Linked DNA regions of Sus scrofa: region 1 is linked to region 2. Evidence: chromatin contacts called from public promoter capture Hi-C data. All regions are on one chromosome and are shown on one strand. Each heading gives the region's core, a stretch centred on a gene start, on an enhancer-like site or on the middle of the called end of the contact. The rest is flanking DNA. Distances are from core to core; before and after follow the strand shown.

What was found. Promoter capture Hi-C pulls out the DNA fragments that hold promoters and counts their contacts.
Region 1: a promoter capture Hi-C map of fetal liver shows a contact between it and region 2, with 2.5 times the contacts expected there. The contact joins the promoter of VPS26B here to the promoter of JAM3 in region 2. A contact is called at or near these places in 2 of 5 promoter capture datasets (fetal liver and fetal skeletal muscle) and 1 of 2 datasets of contacts at active chromatin or transcription factors (skeletal muscle).

What each region holds. Positions count from the first base shown.
Region 1 is chr9:60,784,066-60,789,133 of Sscrofa11.1, reverse strand. It overlaps VPS26B (vacuolar protein sorting 26 homolog B (S. pombe)), which reads right to left and starts at 2,942. Exons shown (of 6, transcript NM_001137634.1): 1 at 2,704-2,942. The coding sequence starts at 2,926. NCAPD3 (condensin-2 complex subunit D3) reads left to right here and starts at 3,227. Exons shown (of 34, transcript XM_021063171.1): 1 at 3,227-3,836. The coding sequence starts at 3,773.
Region 2 is chr9:60,627,072-60,632,294 of Sscrofa11.1, reverse strand. JAM3 (junctional adhesion molecule C) reads right to left here and starts at 3,050. Exons shown (of 9, transcript XM_021063173.1): 1 at 2,928-3,050. The coding sequence starts at 2,976.

The DNA.
Region 1 (5,068 bases), core at 1,693-4,192, 160 kb before region 2:
AATACTCCAGTCAGCCTAGGAAGGTCAGAGAAGGCTTTCTGATGGATGTCATACCTGCTGGGCTGGAAGAACAAAGTAAGAGCTTGGATGGAAGGCCATTCCTCGCAGAAGGATGCTCACACACAAAGTGAAGATGCCAAGACTCTAGAAAGAATGTGATATTTTAAGGAAAGAGGAAAGTATACATGGTAGGCTGAAGGGTTAGGGAGAGACTTGGCTGGAGAAAGAAAGGTAGAAGCAGCTCAGGAAAGAGCTGAATAACTTCTCCCCTTAATCAATAGGGAGTCAACCAAAAGAACTATAAGGAGGGGGCTGGCAGCAGCTTTTAGAAAACTCACTTACAAAAGATGAGCTCAAAGGGAAAACAAGGCAGGAAAGCCAGTTCGAAGGCTGCTACACACAAAAACATCAAAGGCTGAGAACAGAGAGGAAGCACAGATTCCAGATGCCCCAGAGAGCTGTTGTAGAGGACCAACACTGAGCCAGGTTGCTGCCTTGGAGGAGGGTGAAGGGTCTAGATGACTCCGGGTTTCTGAGGCTGGATGGACTCAGGTGGCATGCCAAAATGGGGAACATGGGAGAAGCAGCAGGGCTGGGGCTAGAGCAGGAAGAGAAAGGGGTTTTTGGTTTGGATGGTCTTTGAGGGACCTGCGAGGTATCGGGGAGGGTCTAGCAGGCAGTTGGAAAGCAGGTGTGGAACTCAGAGGAGTTGTCAGAGTCTAAGACACCGAAGAAGTTCTTGCTGTGGCGGAACAGGACACGCAGTGTCTTTGTAGCACCAGGATGCAGGATTGATCCCAGGCCCAGCACAGTCTGGCATTGCCACAGCTGTGGTGCAGGTTGCAACTGTGGTTCAGATCTGATCCCTGTCCATATGCCACAGGGCAGTCAAAAAGAAAAAAATTTAAAAAAAAATTAAAAAAAAAATTAAAAAAAAAAAAAAAAAACACTTTAAGAAGACATTGAAGTGAAAAGAAGAGATAAGGTGGCCAGAGCAAGTTATTGTGTGAGAAGGGCCAGGAGACAAATGGGACCCCTTTCCTGCCTACTCCCAAAACTGAGATGAGAGAGGAGTTTTTCTGAACAAGGTCTGAGCTCCTGTGAAAATTGGGATATGCAGAGGACCCATGCACTGGATCACCACACAGCTGTCCTTGCAAGGACTCTGTGGAGACCCTTCCAGAGGTTTCCACTTGGGGGAGCACGTCTTCTGGGAAAAAACATGGGGAAGAGAGATGGAGGTGGGGGTGGGGGGGGCTGGCCCGGTGTGAACATTCCTGTGGACAGTTGACAGCGTAATCAGGCTGGCGTTTTAAAGGGCCAGCCCCTGGAAACTTCTTGATGGGTCCAGCTAAACAGGGCAAGGGAAAATGACAGTGATCATCCTAACTCCCTTTCACGAGTACTTGCGAAGCGTGCCAGCTGTGCACTTCATGGATGTCGACGACCTCCAGTCCTCACAAGACCCTCAAAAAGGTTATAAATGGAGCCTGTGTAATTTAAGTAACCCTCTGCTTGACCCTCAATCATACAGCAGGCTTTTCTAAGAAACGCACAGGTAGGACACATGCATTTTCATCAGGAGGAAAAGGAAATCCATCATAAGAAGGTTAATTACATAAATCACTTTATTCTCAAGCTGCGGAACTCTTCCCAGGAAGCAGAGAAAGAAAAGGGAAAAAGGAAAAAAGAAAGAACCAAAATGAAGAGACTATGGTTTACAAGAAGGTAAATTTTGAGTGAAACAAGAAGGAAGGTGTCTGGAACACAATGATGTCAACACTGTTACCCTCATAGAGTAGTGGGACCACCCTGTATATCACCAGCCCAGCCAGACCTCAGAATCTCACCGAAGTGCCACCCACTTCATGCAGAGTCAGGAAAGCAACGAAGGAGAAAAACCACACAACCACAACCTTGGGGAAGTTACTCACAGCTTCGCTCCAATGCTCTCAGGTCACCTGGTAGAGCCCCTTAAGTACAGGACACAAACATTCCACACTGTGCACAAAGCCTGGTCCCTAGACACGTGATTCTGTAGTATCCTTGCCTTACAGGTGAGAAAGCTGAGGCCCAAAGGTGTGGGTCGATTTGGCCCAGAATACTAGGTATTCCTACTGCCTTTTATTGTCTAGTTGTAATTGCTAATAATTATGTTCGAAGACAGAGCCTTGAAAAATTCTGACCCCTTAATTTAGGTCTTAAGAGCATCATTTCTTTGTGTTTAAGAAGAGGAGTCTGCTGAAGACTGTTCTAATCAAGAGGTCTTAGGAAAACGGGATGGGTGGACAGAAGGCCAACGAGGAGCTCAGTGTGGGACACAGGTACTAGAAAAGGGTGGTCGGCCTCAGGACTCGGTGAAGTGGCCACGACCTGCGGGCGGGCCCAGCAGCACTGAAGGCCCAGTAGGAACAGCGGCTGAGACCTCTCTGGTGGGCAACCAGGATCGCGGGAGGGCGGGGGATTGGAGAAATAGGGAGTTGAAGTAATGGGGGCAGGGGTTAAGGGGAAGGGTTAAGAAGCGGGGGATCGCGTCAGAGGCCAGGGTTTATAGAGGAGTGGGGCACGGGGGTCGAGTGGGGGGGTCAAAGGAGGGGTTAGGGGGTCGAGGGTCAGGGCTCAGGGTCAGGGTCGGGGTGGGATCTGGGTTGAGGGGCAGGTCTGGGGGAGAAGGACTCGGGGCGGGGCGGACCCCGCACTCACCGATCTGCCCAATGAACTCGACCTTGATACCCTGGTGCTCCAGCCGCTTGTTGGGGTTTTTGAGCGCCAGGCTCACCTTCCCGGACACCGTCTCCCCATCGTAGAAGAGGAAGTACTTGTCCTTCTTCCCATCCTCCGTCTTGTGCTCGGCCCGCTTCCTGCTGTCCGCATCGTTCAGCAGGATGTCCACCTCCACGCTCTGCCCGAAACCGAAGAAGCTCATGTCCCCGCCGGGCCGGCCGGGCCTGGGAAGGCCGAAGGGCTGGACTTGGCGCCGACGCCCGCACTTGCCGGGCCGGCGCGGTTCCGGGGACAGCGCAAAGCGGGCGCGAGGCACCCGCCCGCCGGTGCGAGAGGGGCCGACCAGCCAGCCAGCAGTCGGGCCCAGGAGCAGCGCCCGCTGCTACAGCCTCTCAGCGGGAGGCGCCGGACTCACCGCGCGCATGCGCACGCCTCCGCCTCCCCGGTCAGGCCGGCGCGCCTCCAGCGGAGCGCGCACTGCGCATGCGCACCCCCTCTCCCGGCTTTCCCGTAGTTGACATGGCGACCCCGGCTTCCTTCCAGAGCTCCGGCCAGACGTCCCGTAAAATTCAAAAGTAAAGAGGTCCTTTCTGAATGATTTTTTCTGCTTTTCTTTTATTTAGTTAGGTAAACGGTAGGCCGCGACCCATACTCGAATGTGTAGATGTTCGACTGCGGTCTGACAGGTAAACGCGGCCTTTTGACACGCACGCGAAATGCCGCTTGTCAGAGCAAGCGTGACAATTACAACAGGAAGTACCCTGCCTTAGATTCGCTTCTGGGTGTTCCCTATTTGGGGAAAGCGAGCGAGAAGGAGAGCGTTAGATTTAGCTCGCTTTTCGACACCACCCTCAAGACTCGGCTGGGTCAGCCGTCCTGGTCCTGCTCTCGCTTTGCGCATGCAGCAGAAGACCCTGCTGATTGGCTGACGGACAGAGCCGACCGGGCGCCGTGATTGGTGCATAAGAGTTCTGTTCTCCTTAGCCCGCCGGGGATATCTGGGCGCGCGCGCCAGAGAGAGCTTTGAAAGTTCAGGCGAGCGGCAGTCATGGCGGCGCGGCAGGGCCTGGAGAGCAGCCTACAGCCCTGGAACACGCTGGACCTCAGTCCGGGTGAGGAGACGATGGGAGCCTGGGGGGCTGTGGAGGGTGCTGTGGAGGGCTCGCCCGGGTCAGCAGCGTGGGCGCTCCTCTGGGAGCTCCCTTCTTGGCCTGGCCTCCAGTTCTGCGCGTACAGCCTCTCAGGTCCCGAGGTTTTAGGCAGCGCGTCGGTTTGGTGGGCCGGAGTGACCTCCTGGACTGGAGTGCAGGGGTGCGGCTGGCGTCCCCGGGAGCCCCTCCCTCGTCACTGAAGGACCGTGGGTTCCCCCCGCCCCCAACCGCTGGTGGCAGCGGCGTCTCGTCGCAGACCTTGACCGCGCTGCCCCTGGGGCTGCTGTCCAGCCCAAGCCCCCCCCCCCCATCTGGCCGGCCTATGCACTTGGGGCGCACCTTGCCTCTTTCGGGTGTTGGCACTTCCGGCCCCGTACACTTTCCAGGACCACTTTGAAAACGCAGGCATGACCCACCAAGTCTGAACCTTCAGTGGTTCCACTTGGCTTCCTAAGTAATGACCACATCTTCTGTTTGCACTCAGAGCCTTCACCCAGCCCTGCAGTTATCCTTTCCCGGAGCAAGAGCTCTGGAGTCAGACTTGAGGTCCGTGTCTTTGTCCACCACTTAGCATCCGTGCATCGCGGGCCAACTGGTTAACCCTGCTAAACCTGGGTTGTTTATGTGTCAAATGGGGGTTCAGATATTTATTTCCCAGGGCATTTGTGAAGATTAACTTTGTAACCTGCTAACTGTTGCATCTTCTGTTACCGAACCAAACTTGGGTCCCCTGCCCTGAGCACAGTAAAGCCAATCTGCTGACACGGGGTTGTGTGAAGGAAAGTGTAGCGTTTATTGCAGGGCCAAGCAAGGAATCCAAGTACCTAGTGCTTAAGAGACCGGAGCTCCCCTGAAGTTTCAGGGGAATGGTTTTAAACACAAGGTGAGGTAAGGGGGTGAGATGTGATCAGCTGGTAAATGTTCTTCTAATTGGTTGGTTGTGTGGTAATGAAACATCAGCATCATTAGCCTTCCAACTGGTTTGGGATCTGTGTGCTTATGGGTAGCATTGAATTAACTTCTTCCACCTGTCGTGGTTTCAACATCTGCAAAATAGCTCTAAGGACATGGCTCAGAATATTATCTATAGCCCTTGATAGCCTGAAGGTCCTTGACTTTGTTGAATGGCTAAACTATTGTTATTTTATCTTGCTTACTGTTTTCCTTTCTGTGTGCATTTTCTCACTTTTCTC
Region 2 (5,223 bases), core at 1,801-4,300:
TATAGAGGACCAGAGTGTGTACTGTCCTTGCTAAACTAGGTGTAAAAGAATGTGCTTACCAAAACTTTCAGGAAGGCTTTATACTCACTGCAGCTATTTGCATATACTGTTAGCTTTCAGAGGGCAGAGACAAGAAGATCTGAAACCTGCATTCAGCCCTAACAGCATCACATTCACCACCTAATTATAAACGCATCTTCAAGAGAATCCAGCTTCACAACTAGGGTATCATTCAGCAGACTCCATACATCCTAACTTCATTCACACACATTTTCTTTTGTTTTACTCCACTTGTGCTTGTGAAAAAATGCAAAGAATTCATGGAGAAGGAATTTGCTAATATCACATCTCAAACAGCTGCTGGTTAGGTTGGACTAAATCCACAGCCTCTTCAGTCACATTATATGGTGGCCATCTCAGAAAGTGGGCTTAATACAAACCTGGTTTCTTTCAAAAGAACTGATTTAAGCCTACTCTGCTAGGCTGCCTTAAGAGCATGTTTCAAAGAGTTTAGGGCTTGGGTGTGCATTCACTTAGGCTGGATGTAACACTGCAATTACTTATGTTTAAGTATCTCTAATAGCTGCCCATTCAGTCTCCATAGCCTGAAGCACTCAGGAACAAATGCCATCAACAAGCCCTTCAGGAATGAACAGCTGACCCAAAGCAGTGCATGCTTTAGGGCAGGTGGTCCTTGTTTTTCTGAACATACAGATGTCTGATGATTGTATCTGTCAGCTATAATTAATTCAAGACTTAAAACAACATCAAAGAATAGGTCATTTTAAAATGTTTCAGAAGTTCAAACAAATGCAAATGGAAAATTTAGAATTTTTTCAAAAATTCTTCGAAATTACAGTTTTCAGATTTTGCTAACCGTTCATACACAAATTGTCTTATCCCAAGAATACAAACTGTAACTCTAAATGAAGCACTTCTAAGACATCAAAAGAGTTGGAAATCCAACAGTAATTACCACATAATCATTCAAAAAAGACATGTGGCATAACATTTGTAAAGAGGAATTGCCCCTGTCACCAAACAACAAGAGAATATTTTATAAACAACCATAATAATAATTATTTGATTTAAATGATCCATAGCAAGAACTCCACTGTTAAGTAGAATAATACAAGTAACCAAAGAAATAGATTAACACAAATGGTTGAAGATTTCCACATCTGAAACACATGGCATCTCGCCCTGAGCAAGTTACTGAATCTCCCCGTACTTCTGTTTTTTTGTCTGCAAAATGACAGTAACAATCTTTTAGAGTTATCAAAACTAAATGAAAACATATTAAATTTTTATAACAGAGCCTGGCAAAGGGTAACTAATAAAGAATGTTCATGTTGTATCAGGAACCAAATTTTTTAAAAAATGAGAACACTCAAAAATAACAGCAGCTGAAATGAGTAACCATAAAAATAAAAGAGACAACTGTGATGCCCTGTGGAAGAATGGTTTTCAAGGTATCACTGCATATTTGGAGCATAAACAAAATAACAGAAAAGAGCTCCCTAAAAGTGATAGCTGCTTCCCTTCTGAGTATCTTAATACATCCTACTACTTCTGTTCTTTGTCATTAGTGCTATTTTTCAAATGTTGATCACTCCTTCTATGCTCTGCAGGTAAATTTCAGTCCTTAACATCAAGAAAGCCGCAAAAGTAGCCCCTCTGCAAGACCAAAGTAAGAAGGGGATGTGAAGGCCTTAGCATCTGCTAGTTTTACTAACAAACCACCAAGTGAAATTCCTTAACTCAACTGCCAAATGCTTCTGCAATAAAAACTGCAAACTTTCATGTGAACAGACCTTTCCAACAATAGCGAGTTGTTCCAGTCCCTGAATAGGACAGTGTCAGTGTGACCAACAAAGCTGGGAGGGGACATTCCTGACACCCTTGTCCCCTGGCTAGCCTTTGATCATTCATCTCACCCAACCACACGTTTTTGAAACCACTTTCAGGCAAAGTATATGGACAACATCTATTCCCCAAACTTAGCTCTCATCAGAGCCCTGCTGCCTGGCTTCTGCCAGGATCCTCACAGTTCAGGCCACCCGGTGTGTATCCCAAACTCAACCCCTGCCCAACACTGAGCCTCCAACACAGGGTCCTTTGTTTGCTTAGTGTGCCCACCCCACCCCCAAACAATTACTTGGGGCTTTACTGTGTATACTCTGGAAAACATGGGATGAGGGTGGCAACTACACCAGACAACGAAATGACCAGAGAACTGGGATGCCCCAGGATGCCCCAGGATGCTAAGGGTGCTGTGGCTAAGGGTCGGAGTGTCCCCTGCTCCTGGGGGCAGCCTTGGAGCAGGGACAGACTTCGGGGTCAGTGCTATATCTGGAAGCGAGTCGGTAAGACCCACTCACATGCTGTGGGGAGGACTACGTGGGAACAGTTTCGAGCGCCCAGCGCGCGCCCACCATCACCAGCGTGTGGTCCTGCCCTCCTACTTCCCAGGGCCAGACCGATGTCCTGTCCCGGCACCCCCGTGCCACTCCAAGGCTGGCTGAAGAACAGGCGGGACAAAGAGCGGCGGGGACCAGGGACGCGGGACTGGACGGCTTTGTTCACAGAGGGACGGAGTACCAACTGCGGGGCCACAGGACCCGGGCCGGACCCCGCACCTCAAGACGCTCTGAACCCCGACCCCCGCACCTCTGGACCGCTTTCCCGGCCCGCACCGCCTACCTCGACCCCAGACCCGAACCTCCGACCCGGGACCCGGACCCCTGGGACCCCGTTCCCCCGCCGGGACCCCGGAACCCCCGCATCCCTGACCCCCGACCTGGCCGGCCTCCCACACCCCTAGAACTCCCTCCCTGCACCCTCGACCCCCGGAGCCCCGCACCCCCGAGCCCGCTTTACCCGCCCAGGAGCCTCCGGCCTCGCCCGGCGGAGGCCCGCGGACTCACCCAGTAGAAGCAGCAGCAGGACCAGCGCGGGCCACTGCCTCAGCGCCATTTCGAGCGCAGCTGAGGGGCCGCGGGCCCGCTACTCGCGCATGCGCTCTGCCTGCTGCCCAGCGCCCGCCCCGGTCACCATAGCGACCGTGGCGGCGAGCGGTCGCCATGGTGCGCAAGAAGCCCGAGAGTGGTTGCTATGGAGGCAAGGATGCTATGGACCCTGCTCTTGGGGACTCTTTCAAAGAATTTGGTAGAAGAAGGTGAAGCAGCGTATTCAAGAGAGGGCGTGTTGAATTTCCACATGTATAAAATGAATCTGTCACTACAGGTCCGGGAAGGAACACTCCATTAAAATTTGGGAAATAAAGGAGTTCTCGTGTGACTCAGTGGATTAAGGATTCCACCTTGTCACTGTAACTGCACTGGTTGCTGCTGTGACTTGGGTTCGTTTCCTGGCCCGGGAACTTCCACGTGCTGCGGACTCGGCAAAAAAATAAATAAATAAATTGGGAAATGAAGTAATTCTACCTTGGGGGTTTGTTTGTTTTAGGGCCGCGCCCATGACATATGAAAGTTCCCAGGCTAGGGGTCGAATCGGAACTGCAACTGCTAGCCACAGCCACGTCTGCGACCTACACCACAGCTTGTGGCAACACTGGATCCTTAATCCACTGAGCAGGTTAGGGATCAAACCCAAGTCTTCATGGATACTAGTTGAGTTTGTTACCACTGGGGCACAATGGGAATTCCGAAGTGCTCCTAATTTTACAGATAAGGGTTCAGCCCTGTTATCTTGGAGGCACTATTGCCTTCTCTTCTTGGATCCCAATTCTAAATGTGATGAGAAGGAAATGTGCCAAAATCTACATAAGACATAAGCAATGCATGCATTATATATTATATAAAAGCCAGGTATTTCTAAAATAAACATAGTCTATAGTTTCAGATCTAGATCAAAAGCATGATGGCTTACCCAATAGTTTATTCTGCAGAAAAGCAGGCTGATTCTTTTCTCTGATTTCTGAATATCGGGAAATGGTAAGGTTAAGGAAGAAAAATGGAGCAGAATCTTGTGAGGACAGACACACAAAGTGAAGAGAAGGATTAAATGTACTGAAAATTCGAAATTTGCCATTGTGGCTTAGCGGGTACAAGCCCGACTAGTATCCATGAGGATGCAGGTTTGACCCCTGGCCTCGTTCAGTGGGTTAAAGATCAGGTGTTTCTATGAGCTGTGGTGTAGGTCACAGAAGAGGCTCGGATCCCACATTGCTGTGGCCATGGTGTAGGCCATCAACTGCAGCTCTGATTCAATCCCTTGCCTGCTAACTTCCATATGCTATAGGTGTGGGGCTAGAAAAAAAGAAAAAATTAATAAATAAATTTTAAAATAACAAGTAAATATAGGGAAATTTAGGAAATTGGACCTAAGGATGCAGGAGGTCTTGAGTATCATTTAGTACTGTGGGAAATTCCTGAAATAGCTCATTTTACATCTGATATAGAAAGGATATCCCTAATGCTCCAGGACAAACAGAGTCAAAAGAGAATTCTGAGTATATTATTAGTAAAAGTGACAGAGTTTCCAACAACTGATTTTTTTTTTTTTTTTGGCTTTTTAGGGCCACACCCGCAGCATATGGCAGTTCCCAGGCTAGGGGTCTAATCAGAGCTACAGCTGCCAGCCTACACCATAGCCACAGCAATGCCAGATCCAAGCCGCATCTGCAGTCTACACCACAACTCATGGCAAGGCCGAATCATTAACCTACTGAGCAAGGCCAGGGATTGAACCTGAAACATCATGGTTCCTAGTCAGATTCGTTTCCACTGTACCACGAAGGGAACTCCAACCAATATTTTTTTGATGTTTAACTTAAGGATTTCATTTTTCATACAGTCACCCCAGTTTTTTTTAGTATTTTTAGTTTTTGCAAAGTGGAACAGTGTGTATATATGTACATATAAGTAATTTGTACATGTCCTTAATTATGAATGCCAAGAAACATAAAATAGATTGAAGTTGTTGTTAAGGATATACTTCAACTGCCATCTCTATATTATCTTTATAAGTCTTTTTTTTTTTTTTTTTTTTTTTACAGCCACATTGGTGGCATATGGAAGTTCCTGGGCCAGGGGTCAAATAGGAGCTGTAGCTGCCAACCTAAGCCACAGCACAGCAATGCTGGATCCAAGCCACACCTGCAAACTACACCATAGCTTGTGGTAAAGCTAGACCCTTAACCCACTGAATGAGGCCAGGGATCAAATCCATGTCCTCAGAGACACTATATCCGGTTTTTAA